Regions from separate parts of the Ovis aries genome. Here region 1 is linked to region 2. Evidence: chromatin contacts called from public Hi-C data. All regions are on one chromosome and are shown on one strand. Each heading gives the region's core, a stretch centred on a gene start, on an enhancer-like site or on the middle of the called end of the contact. The rest is flanking DNA. Distances are from core to core; before and after follow the strand shown. Region 1 overlaps LOC101110740 (transducin-like enhancer protein 1). Region 2 holds the start of LOC121818625 (spermatogenesis-associated protein 31D4-like).

Region 1 (4,863 bases), core at 1,750-4,249, 65 kb after region 2:
TTTCAAATTCAGTACAACCATGGAGTTTCCTCTGATGAGCCAATTTTATGGCTTCGTGTCAAGACCTTTAAAAGCCCTACTGTAGGATGCCAGTGCCCTCCAGATACTGCCATCCTATCTTCCTTCCATCTCAAGAATATTCCAAGTTGATTGCTAAAGAGCCAGCGTGAAGTTAGATTAGATCTTGGTAGTTATTTCAGCCAGTACTTAGCTTTGTTGTTTGTACTTTTTTTTTTTGCTTTATTTATTTTTTTGCTTTATATAACTTTTTTTGCAGTAATTAGTAACCCCATGGGAACAAGGTCCAAATTTGTCTTTGTAATTATGAATTGCCCATGAACACTAGAATTGTTGACAGCCTTCAAAGTGATACATGTAAAAGCAATGGTATGAAATTGTGTTCTTAGTTTGAAATCCGTTGGGGAAAGATCTCTTAAAGAAGGACATGTAGTTTTCGGATTATAAGAGATTCAGCTGTTGCAAACATTTATTGAGTCTTTACTGTGTGCCGGGTTTTACAAGTTGCCATCACCTGTATCCGCACTGTGACTGTATGGCTGGTGTGCTGTTGCAACAGAGTTCCTGCCTGGGGCTCTGCACCTCCCTGGGTCAGATGAGAAGGGAAGAAGGTGATCTTAATTACCAGGGCTGGCATTCTGTAAGGGAACCCGTAGGCATGTCCCAGGTCATTTTCTAGCCTGTCTGCTACCAAGAACTATAGGTATTTCATTGAGCCTCAATCCCTTTAGTAAATGGCATTAAAATCTCTCTCTCTTTTTTTTTTTTTTTAGGATAGCGATGGTGACAAAAGCGATGACAACTTAGTTGTGGATGTTTCTAATGAGGTAACCATTCTCTTCATCAAACTTTATTTTTAGAGCAACTTGTGAGAGAAAGGATGTGGAGCCACCATATGTTGGTCTTTTGCAACTTTACACATTAAGAATTTACTGAGTGTTCATAAAGCAGTAATGGTCTGAAAACAACACAAACTTGTTTCTTTAAAAAAATAATCTGTCTCCCTAACCATTTTGGATTCCTAAGTTGGTGTCTGGTGCTCCTTTCTGTCCTGTGCCCTCTGGGCAAAGTATGTGAGCATGAGGGGAGACACAATTGTTTCTAGATTTTTTTCTTTATGGTGTTTCCACCGGTGTGCTTGCAGACACCATCCTGTTCGTTTTAACAACAATATTAGGTGCATGTGCTCAAATCCCCCAAATCTCAAGGACTTTGAGCACTCTCCTTTAATTTGGAGAACTGGTATGGAAACAGAGTGTGTAAAGGGAAAGATCCATCTGTTGTGAGTGAAATCATGAGACCTTTGCTTGTGCTTCTGGAGGACCCCTCATCTCCCCGTGCAAGCCCCGCCCATTCACCCAGGGAAAATGGGATTGACAAAACCCGCCTGCTGAAGAAAGACGCCTCCAGCAGCCCGGCGTCCACTGCCTCCTCGGGAAGTTCCACTTCTTTGAAATCCAAAGAAATGAGCTTGGTAGGTCATAAGAACTGTCACTTGCCTATTTAACAGTTCGGTTTTCTTGGGGAACCAGAGGTTCCCTAATATATTTGAAATACGGGGTTTTTAATGACTGAGTTATAGATTTTTAAGGGTTTCAAAGTGAAACTCATGGTTCTTCTCTCTGTCCCTGGGTGATTCCTTTTTCCCTCTGGGTCGTCTCTTCTGGGCCATAATTGGAGCAAGATAAGCTTCCCTGCCTGCCTGCTTTCTTGGGGGATGTGTCTGTGGCACAGACTCTCTGAAACGTCTTACTTGACAAATGGTTTGAACACCGTAGGTCGTATGAAGTCCTTCACTTTCTTAAGCGGTGCATTTCCCCTGGTTTTAGACTGACCCGTCCTGTTGGGTCATGTTGTGATTGGGTTACCAGGCAGATGGTGATGTACTCAAGGTGGCACCAGAGGTAACCTGGAACTGGAGGAGGGATGAGGGTGGTACCAGGCCTATTCATGCTCTCAGTCATTCACCAGACATTGTGGAGTGTCTCATCTCTCCACTCACCGTAACTACACCATAGCAACTCTGCAGTTAATCCCTGTGTGGTCCCTCAAGGCATTATCCCATTTTACTGATGGGGAGGCAGGCCTCAAGTTGACAAGCTTGAGGAGCTTGCCAAGTTTACACAGCACATGGACTCCCAGGCCAGAAAGAGCTGGGGTCTCTCTAGCCTGTGTTCTTTGCTATCTCAGAGCACTTCTCAGACTGGCTTAAAGGACACGAAAGGTTGAGATGCAGAAGAAGGTGCCCTGTGACCCTGTTACCATCTTGACTCCCGAAGGCCTCTTACACTAGTGGGTCCACACTGTTTATGCAGGCAAATGGGTGCTGCCGCTGAATGCCAAAGAGTAATTTTCTTTAGTTACATCTCTTAAAATGATAGGGCTACTTCTAGGGCTTTTGCCTCTGAAATGCTAGTTTGCTTCTCATCAAGTTGATGGCTCAGCTGTCTCTCACTGTCAGTCTCAATCCCACTGCCACTAAAAGGCAAGGGTGGAAAGGTTGGTAAGGGGGTTCCCCCCTCTGATATTCTCGGTGATGGAGGCATTTGTTTCTGAGTGACCAAGAACTTTCCTCTGTGTGGTCATCATTCTTACTTGGACTAGATCCAAAGTCCACAAGCCTGATGGAAAAATACTTTTTAAAATAAAATCTACGGAGGAAGGCGTGTGATCATGTTCTGTGTCTCTAGCTAGAGTTTTAATTCTGGCAGGAAGAGGAAAGGTCAACATTTCTCACTCACAAGTTAATGCTGTCAACATTGTGTGGATTTATGAAAATTGGCCGAGGGAGTAGCTAGAAGGTGCCCAGTGTTCCAGCTGCTGTTGTGATAAATTGTGTAATATGGCTTGGATTAAAAATAATACTCATTTAATTTGTTTAATGATACCAGCATGAAAAAGCCAGCACGCCTGTGCTGAAATCCAGCACACCGACGCCTCGGAGTGACATGCCAACGCCGGGCACCAGCGCCACTCCAGGACTCCGTCCAGGCCTCGGCAAGCCTCCAGCCATGGACCCCCTCGTCAACCAAGCGGGTAAGGCATTGCCCCTCGTGGGCTGGGTTTTGTTTTTCTGTTTCCCAACTTGATTTGTCTATTCATCTCATAGGGCATTTCCCCGTGAATATGAGAGGTGCTTTCTGCCTGCCTCCCTCCTTCTTATCTCTGAAAAGCTATGATAAGAAACAGATGTTTGTCCTTGGGTTTCAGCAGCTGTACCCTGTTCAGTCTCCGACTGTTTACATTTGGCTTTTCTTTTATTTCCAAATAATCCAAATCCCAAGGACTTCAATAAAGTTTCTGATAATTATTCTGCACGTAAGCTCCTTACCAAACTATCATTGTGTGTCTGAGATTGCTAATGTTGACTGAAACAGCCGGTCTGGCCGGCCCCAGTGTGTTTCTTGTGTGCTTCAGTTGGCCAGTGTTCTGCTGGTACATCCCTTAGGAATCAGTGGTTTCTCTTCCAGGAGAAATTGGGAGGGTTTCACTGAGACTCTAGCCCCTGAGCAAACTCATAACTTTTCACTGTATCTTCCTCCCTGGGAGAGGGAAAATGTAATACCCTGGACCAGGCGGTAAAGAGGCCCCAGAATATTCCTCCTAAACCTGTGCTCTTGTTTACATAAATCCAGGATCAGGTTTTTATTTGAAATTGGTACCAGAAATGGAAAGTTCAAGCTGAAGGAGAAATCATGGATTTTTATCAGGAGAACCTTCTGAGTTTAAGTCAGAAGGTGGTGCATTCTGCCAGTTAGGTACAATAATGCTGCTTAATTCCCCTGGTTTCCCAGTGTTGTCAAGTGGATGTACAAGGGGGAAATGTGTGGGCAGTGCTCCCCTTGGAGTCCATTCTTTCCTGGAGAGGAGTTCAGCTGTAGGGAAGAAGGGACCGGGACCCTGTGTAGGAATTGGAGGTGATACCCTCCCCCCACAACACCCCCCCGGACCCCCACACCCCACCCCTCACCCCCCACACCACCAGCCTTCCCTCCTACTCTATAACAAGAGGCACTAAAGAGGGCCCTGAAATTGATGATCAGGCTGACCTGAGTGGCCAGGTGAGTCACTGTGGCTTGTGCTTCCTTGCAGCAGCTGGCCTGAGGACGCCCCTGGCGGTGCCTGGCCCATACCCCGCACCATTTGGGATGGTGCCCCACGCGGGCATGAATGGTGAGCTGACCAGCCCCAGCGCCGCCTACGCCAGTCTCCACAACATGTCACCGCAGATGAGTGCAGCTGCGGCTGCTGCCGCCGTGGTGGCTTATGGGCGCTCCCCGATGGTGAGGATGGCAGGGACTGAGGATGGATGCGGGTGGGGACCTGCGGAGGGCCAGCGCCTGGCAGCCCCCACACCTTCAGACAAAGACCCAGTGTCTCCACTGCTCCTTGTCCACCTTCATCAACGTGCCGCTTCATTAAGTTAAGGCCAAACACTTTTTGTTTTACTGTTTTTGTGGATGAAAAAAGGCAGTGTTTAGGAGCTCCTTCCATGGTTTAGGGGACATCTGGTTTTCTCCCACCAAAGTAGGTTTTTTTTTTCCTCTGGAAGGCGATGAAATGACTCAAGTAGCTCACAGAAGCCTTTTCATTCGTTTCTTGACAATTTTTTTTTCTCCTCTTTAATTCTTAGGAAAAAATATTTGAGAAGCTGTTATTTTCTCTTTCTGTGCTTATATTATTCTTTAAAACCAATTGCGTAACTTCGGTGTAAGCAATTATCTCAGCTCAACAGGGAGAAACACAGAGGGACTGAAGTTGTGGGGCAGGGTCTCCTCTTTGTCTGCCTTCTCCCACACTGTAAATGACCTCATGTTTGACCAGGAAGAGATAGAACTTCGAGTA
Region 2 (5,074 bases), core at 1,472-3,971:
ACATTGTAGGCAGACGCTTTATCGTCTGAGTCACCGGAGAAGTCTTAAACTTAACTACTAGCATGTGCCAGTCAATCAAAGTAAAGTTTGGGTAAAGCCATTGAGAAGTCTTAGTTGCCCTAGTTGTCCCTGCATGCAGAGGCATATTTGTAGAATCTAAGCACTTTCTACACAACCCTGGAGCTGATTAGGGGATGAAGCAACCATAGACTGGTATAGGTGACCCAATACTATGTGATTTCAAGGCACACAGGTTGCCAATCCCAACTCAAGGAAGCTATGAACCAAGCCGTGCAGGGCCACACAAGAAAGACAGGTCATGGTTGAGAGTTCTGACAAAATGTAGTTCACTGAAGAAGGGAATGGCAAACCACTTCAGTATGTTTGCCTCAAGAACCTCACAAACTGTATGAAAAAGCAAAAAGATATGACACTGGAAGATGAGCCCCCCAGGTCAGTAGGTGTCCAGTATGTTACTGGGGAAGAGTGGAAAAACAGCTCCAGAAAGAATGACTTAATGGAAATCAGTTTGAGCAAACTCTGGGAGACAGTGAAGGACAGGGAATCCTGGTGTGCTGCAGTTCGTGGGGTTGCAAAGACTCGGACACGACTGAACAACAGGTTGCCAACCCATGGTTGTATGATTCAAAAACTCCTGTATGTGGAGCAAGACTGTTCTCATCACTAAATATAACCAAGAAAAGGGGCAGTGCTTCCTTGCTATTCATTTCCAGTGTCAGCAGAAATGAATAATAGAACCCACTCCTTTAACCCCACTTAATGAACCACAATACTGAACTTGTTTGAGAATTACTATGGTGTTGTACAGACTGGCTAAAATCGCTTCTTTAATTTTTCATTTATAATTGATATTTGGGATTGATCCAATTATAGACGAATCAATATCATACATATTTAAGAACTCCACCAGTGAAATGTATTATCTAAAATGATTCTTTTAATATTTCAAGGAAAAGATCTCTGTGAAAGCAAATCTTCGAATAAACTGTATTTCTGTTTAAATAAATGCCTTTCCATAATTCTCTTGAAAGTAAAATAATGGGAACATGGGGGCCATTAACACCAAAAACTGAAGTATATTCCAACATTAGATGAATGCTTGTCAAAGATGTGTCTTTCTCATGGAAGAATTCAACCCTATTTGGCTGAAACAGCATTATTCACTTACCAATCATGTGGAAATAGCTCAACTGAACTGCTCTTTAATGTATAAAAACAGCAATACTGAAGGTTTTCTGTGGGATGTATTTTAGAAAAACTGACAAAAACTGGAGATTTACGCAGTATGCTCCGTTTATTTAAAATCAAAATCCTTTTCAAGTCAAGTTCCAGCTCATAAGAATTTTTTGACGTTTTTTCCACAAAGCTTCCCATTTAGCTCCTTACATAGCTAAAAGGGGGGTACCACCCGAACTGTGGGGGTGGGGTGGGCAGGACAGGTTTTTCAGGTCTCAATGCTGTTTATCCTATTGTCTCCCTTTGTTTCTAGAAATTGGAAACAGACTCGTGGTCGTGTTCCTGAGAGGCCCCTGGAACTCTCAGTAGCCCTCTTCTAACCAGTACAGCGAAATCGGGACTTTAAAAGAGAAGGACCCGAGATTTCGCGCGGCGGGCAAAACATCTCATCCGTGATCGAGACGCGCCAGCCTTACCCTGACAGCTCCTCCGGTATCCTTCCCGCCAACTCGGGTCGATCTTTTTGCAAAGTGGTTTGAAATACTCCAATAAAAACCAATTCCTACCACCTTGAGTGCAAAAGGGGGCGTGGGCATTAGAAGCCTAGTACTAAGCCGCTGGTGTATCTACGCAGCCAATGAGTTGCCTATTTATGCAGTTTCCACGAAGTGCACAGTCCACTCCTCGGGCATTCGCGTAAAGACAGCTCAAGGGAAAACAACCTTCAACGAAATTTTGAATGTGACCTCACTTTCAAGAGTAGCATCGAACAGGGGACTCCAAAAGACACCTTTGGCTTGAACTACCAAAAAGCACCCACTCTCCCTCTTAAGAAACTACGCGGTTAGTCTCCCGGTTACTTTCACTGAGATCTGAGGATTTTCATTAAAGGGAAAAGTGAACAAGTGGCAGGATTTCTGCAAACTCGAACCCCCGGCTTCCAAGGCTGCACGCTCGTGTGTCCCTCCTGCTCGCGCGCTCCCGCGCGCTCCCTTGCCGGCCCCACGTTACTTTGATTGACAGCCCGGCCCCGCCGCTCTCCTTCCCACCGACCTTCTCATCCACCGTGCCAATCTCCGCGTCTCGCTGCTTCCCATTGGCTGGTTTCGGCATCCCGCGGCTCGTCCAGGAACAGTTCCTCACCGAGCCCGGGAGGACGCGCCTGGCGGAGGAGTGGTGGGGGTGGATGGGAGGGGAGACGGGGGAGACGGCGGAGATGGAAGCAAGTAGGGTGGGAGAGGAGAGGGGGACCGGGTAAGACGGCCTGTCCGGTGCCGCGCTGCCATAGGCTCTGGGGAGGCTTCTCGTCAGCACCCCACGTTGGGCGCGCCGCACGCGATTGGCTGACGAGGGCCTTCCCCCCCTCCCCTCTCCACCAGACAGGCTCACGTCCCCCGCCGGCTCTGCTCTCGCGCCCCCCGCCCGCGCGGTGCTGGGCGGGGCCGGCGCTGGTTAGCTCCGGAGTGTGAAACCGCGTGTTAATGTAACCGGCGCGAGAGGCGCGGGCGGCGGCAGCGGCTGGAGCGGCGGCTGCAGGAGCAGCGGCGGCGGCGGCGGCGGCGGCGGCGGGTACCCTGTGTCCTGCGTCCCCGAGGCAGCCGACTGCGCCACTCCCGCCTTCGCAGGACCGGGCGGGAACCGCGCCACCAACCGGGACCTCCGCCTGCCCTCGGCAACTTAACCGCCTCCGCGACTACTCCGGACTTGCCCGCGGAGTTTGCCGGCCCGGGAAGGAGGCCGAGCGGCGGAGCGCACTCTTGGGCTTTTCCTCACCGTCTCTTGGATGTCTTTCCCCGGGTCGTAAGAGAACTTTGAAGCGGGCTGGAGCGCCCTTTGAGGAGAGGCAGACGAAGAGAAGGAAAGAAAGGGGGTCGACGGAGAGGCTCTGAGAAAGGGTCCGGAGAGGTCTGGCTGGCGGTGCAGGACGAGTGCGCGCGGGCCGCGGCGCCCGGATGCGCCCAGGTCTGGAGGAGCAGCGGGCGGCTGCGGGACTGCCCTCGGCGGAGTAGACCCGTCGCCCCAGGAGGGTTTGTGCAACCTCGGAGAACACCCAGAGCCGCTGCACTGGGCGTGCCAGGCCGCCTCCCGGCGCGCCCTCCGCACTTTCCCCGCCTCGTCGTCATCCCGCGCTCCTCCGCTCGGGTTAAGGCTGCGGAGCGCCGGGCGGGGAGCCTCCGCTGCTACCGGGACCTCGCACCCCGCCGCCTCACGGGAGCCCGCGAGCTCCCGGTCGTGAGCGCTGCCTGGGCCCGAGGGGGTCACCCCTGAACACAGACAGGTTTGTTTGTGTGGGGTTAGCCGCGGGCGCCGCGCCACCTGCACCTCGCCGGCGGGCGCCTCGGGGAATACCCGAAGAAGAGGCGGACCGGGAGAGGAGCAAAGGAGAGCAGTCTTCCCCTGGATTTGTTGCCCGGGACCGCTGCGGCGCACGCGGATCGCCGAGGGGAGCACCGAGTCACCGCGCTCGTCATCTCTCAGCCCGGGCCGCCGAGGCCCGCTGGTGGAAGCGCAGCCCCCGCGCCCTCCTCGCGAGCACCAGCGGCGTCCCGCAGGTTCTTGGTGCGGCCGGGCCCGGGCTGCCCTCTGATGTGGCCCTGAGCGCGGGAGTCCGCACGGGCGGGAGCAGAGTGGTCTGTGCGTCCCGCCGAGCGCGCCTGCGTGCGTGGCCAGCGCGCTGCCCGCTTCTGCCTGGCTTCCCGGCTTAATTTTCTTCGGCGGGATTAAAGTTGGAAATTGAGCGGAGAATTGAGTTGCCCGGGAACAGAGCCGCGGCCGCCGCCAGAGCGATGTTCCCGCAGAGCCGGCACCCGGTGAGACGCGGTGGTGGCGGAGTGGGGGGCAGGGAGGTGGCGGAGTGGTAGTCGGTGAGGAGAGGGGTGGCTGCTACAATCTGACCGAGCCCCCTGGCCGCCAAAGGGTACAAGACTTGGGAGGTCCCGGGCCCTCTCCTCCTGTATGGGAAGGGGGCTGAAACTCTCAATTCTACCCCCTTTGCTCTAGGCTCCCTCCTCCTTGACGTCTAGACTGGGCGGGCGGGGCGCTTGAGACTGGGGTTTCTCCCGCGGCCGCATCCTCTCCCTTCCCCAGGCGGGTAGTGCGCCCCCCGCTTTGTTTCTCGTCTCGCCTATTTACATGTCAATGAGGCCCCGGTTCCGGCGCGCCTGGAGGTGGCCCCGGCGACTCTGGGAACGGGGAACATCAGGGAGTTTCCTCCTCTGGTCCCCGGGGTCATTATCGCCCCGTGAGGGAGGGGGCGGCGTCGTCGACGACAGTCTGGCCAGGTCCTCCACGGCCGCCGCCGGGGACTCTTGTCCCTTCAACCAGGTGACCCAGGCGCACTTACCGCGTCCCGCCCTGGAGGCTGGAAGAGGCTGCGAGCGTCATTTGAGGAGCTTCGGACCTGGGAAGGTCCACCTTCCCTCTCCCCAAGTGAAGCGCAAATTGGAGTTCTGGACTCCGTTTGGCGCCACTTCTAACTTTATTTTTTGTTTATGTCCCACCCACTCTTTGATACTCCGACTGCTTTATCCAACCGCCCGCATCCCGGTCGCTCGGTCCCCCTCGCTGGTCGCCCTTAGACGCCGCACCAGGCTGCAGGCCAGCCCTTCAAGTTCACTATCCCGGAGTCCCTGGACCGGATTAAAGAGGAATTTCAGTTCCTGCAGGCGCAGTATCACAGGTGCGTGTCGGGACGCGCCCGGTGAGTGGTCGCCCGGGCGGCGCTGTGCCCCGGGGTCGCCCATCCTGGTGGCGGCGGCAGCTGTACTTAGTACTTGCGTCCAGGCGGTGGCGCGTGGAGTCGCAGTTAAGACCTGTCATTCACGTTACCCCTTTCCCCTGCTCTTCCCGGGCCGCCTCTTCTCTTGTCTCCTCCTCC

Evidence for each region. Hi-C and Micro-C count contacts between places; a contact is called where the count stands out from the background.
Region 1: a Hi-C map of tail adipose tissue shows a contact between it and region 2, with 1.7 times the contacts expected there. The contact joins the enhancer-like site here to the promoter of LOC121818625 in region 2. A contact is called at or near these places in 3 of 16 Hi-C or Micro-C datasets (hypothalamus, mixed tissues and tail adipose tissue).

What each region holds. Positions count from the first base shown.
Region 1 is chr2:55,306,737-55,311,599 of ARS-UI_Ramb_v3.0, forward strand. It overlaps LOC101110740 (transducin-like enhancer protein 1), which reads left to right. Exons shown (of 17, transcript XM_060410904.1): 7 at 792-845; 8 at 1,340-1,492; 9 at 2,910-3,054; 10 at 4,111-4,301. Among named protein-coding and RNA genes, the nearest start is that of TRNAE-CUC, 60 kb to the right of the region's middle. Within about 2 kb of position 3,000, at least 14 of the 54 cell types and tissues checked have an H3K27ac peak or open chromatin away from gene starts, as enhancers often do. A contact at or near this core is called in hypothalamus and tail adipose tissue, where this site is marked.
Region 2 is chr2:55,242,276-55,247,349 of ARS-UI_Ramb_v3.0, forward strand. LOC121818625 (spermatogenesis-associated protein 31D4-like) reads right to left here and starts at 2,722. Exons shown (of 6, transcript XM_060410898.1): 1 at 2,251-2,722. LOC101110740 (transducin-like enhancer protein 1) reads left to right here and starts at 2,678. Exons shown (of 17, transcript XM_060410904.1): 1 at 2,678-4,007. The coding sequence starts at 3,984.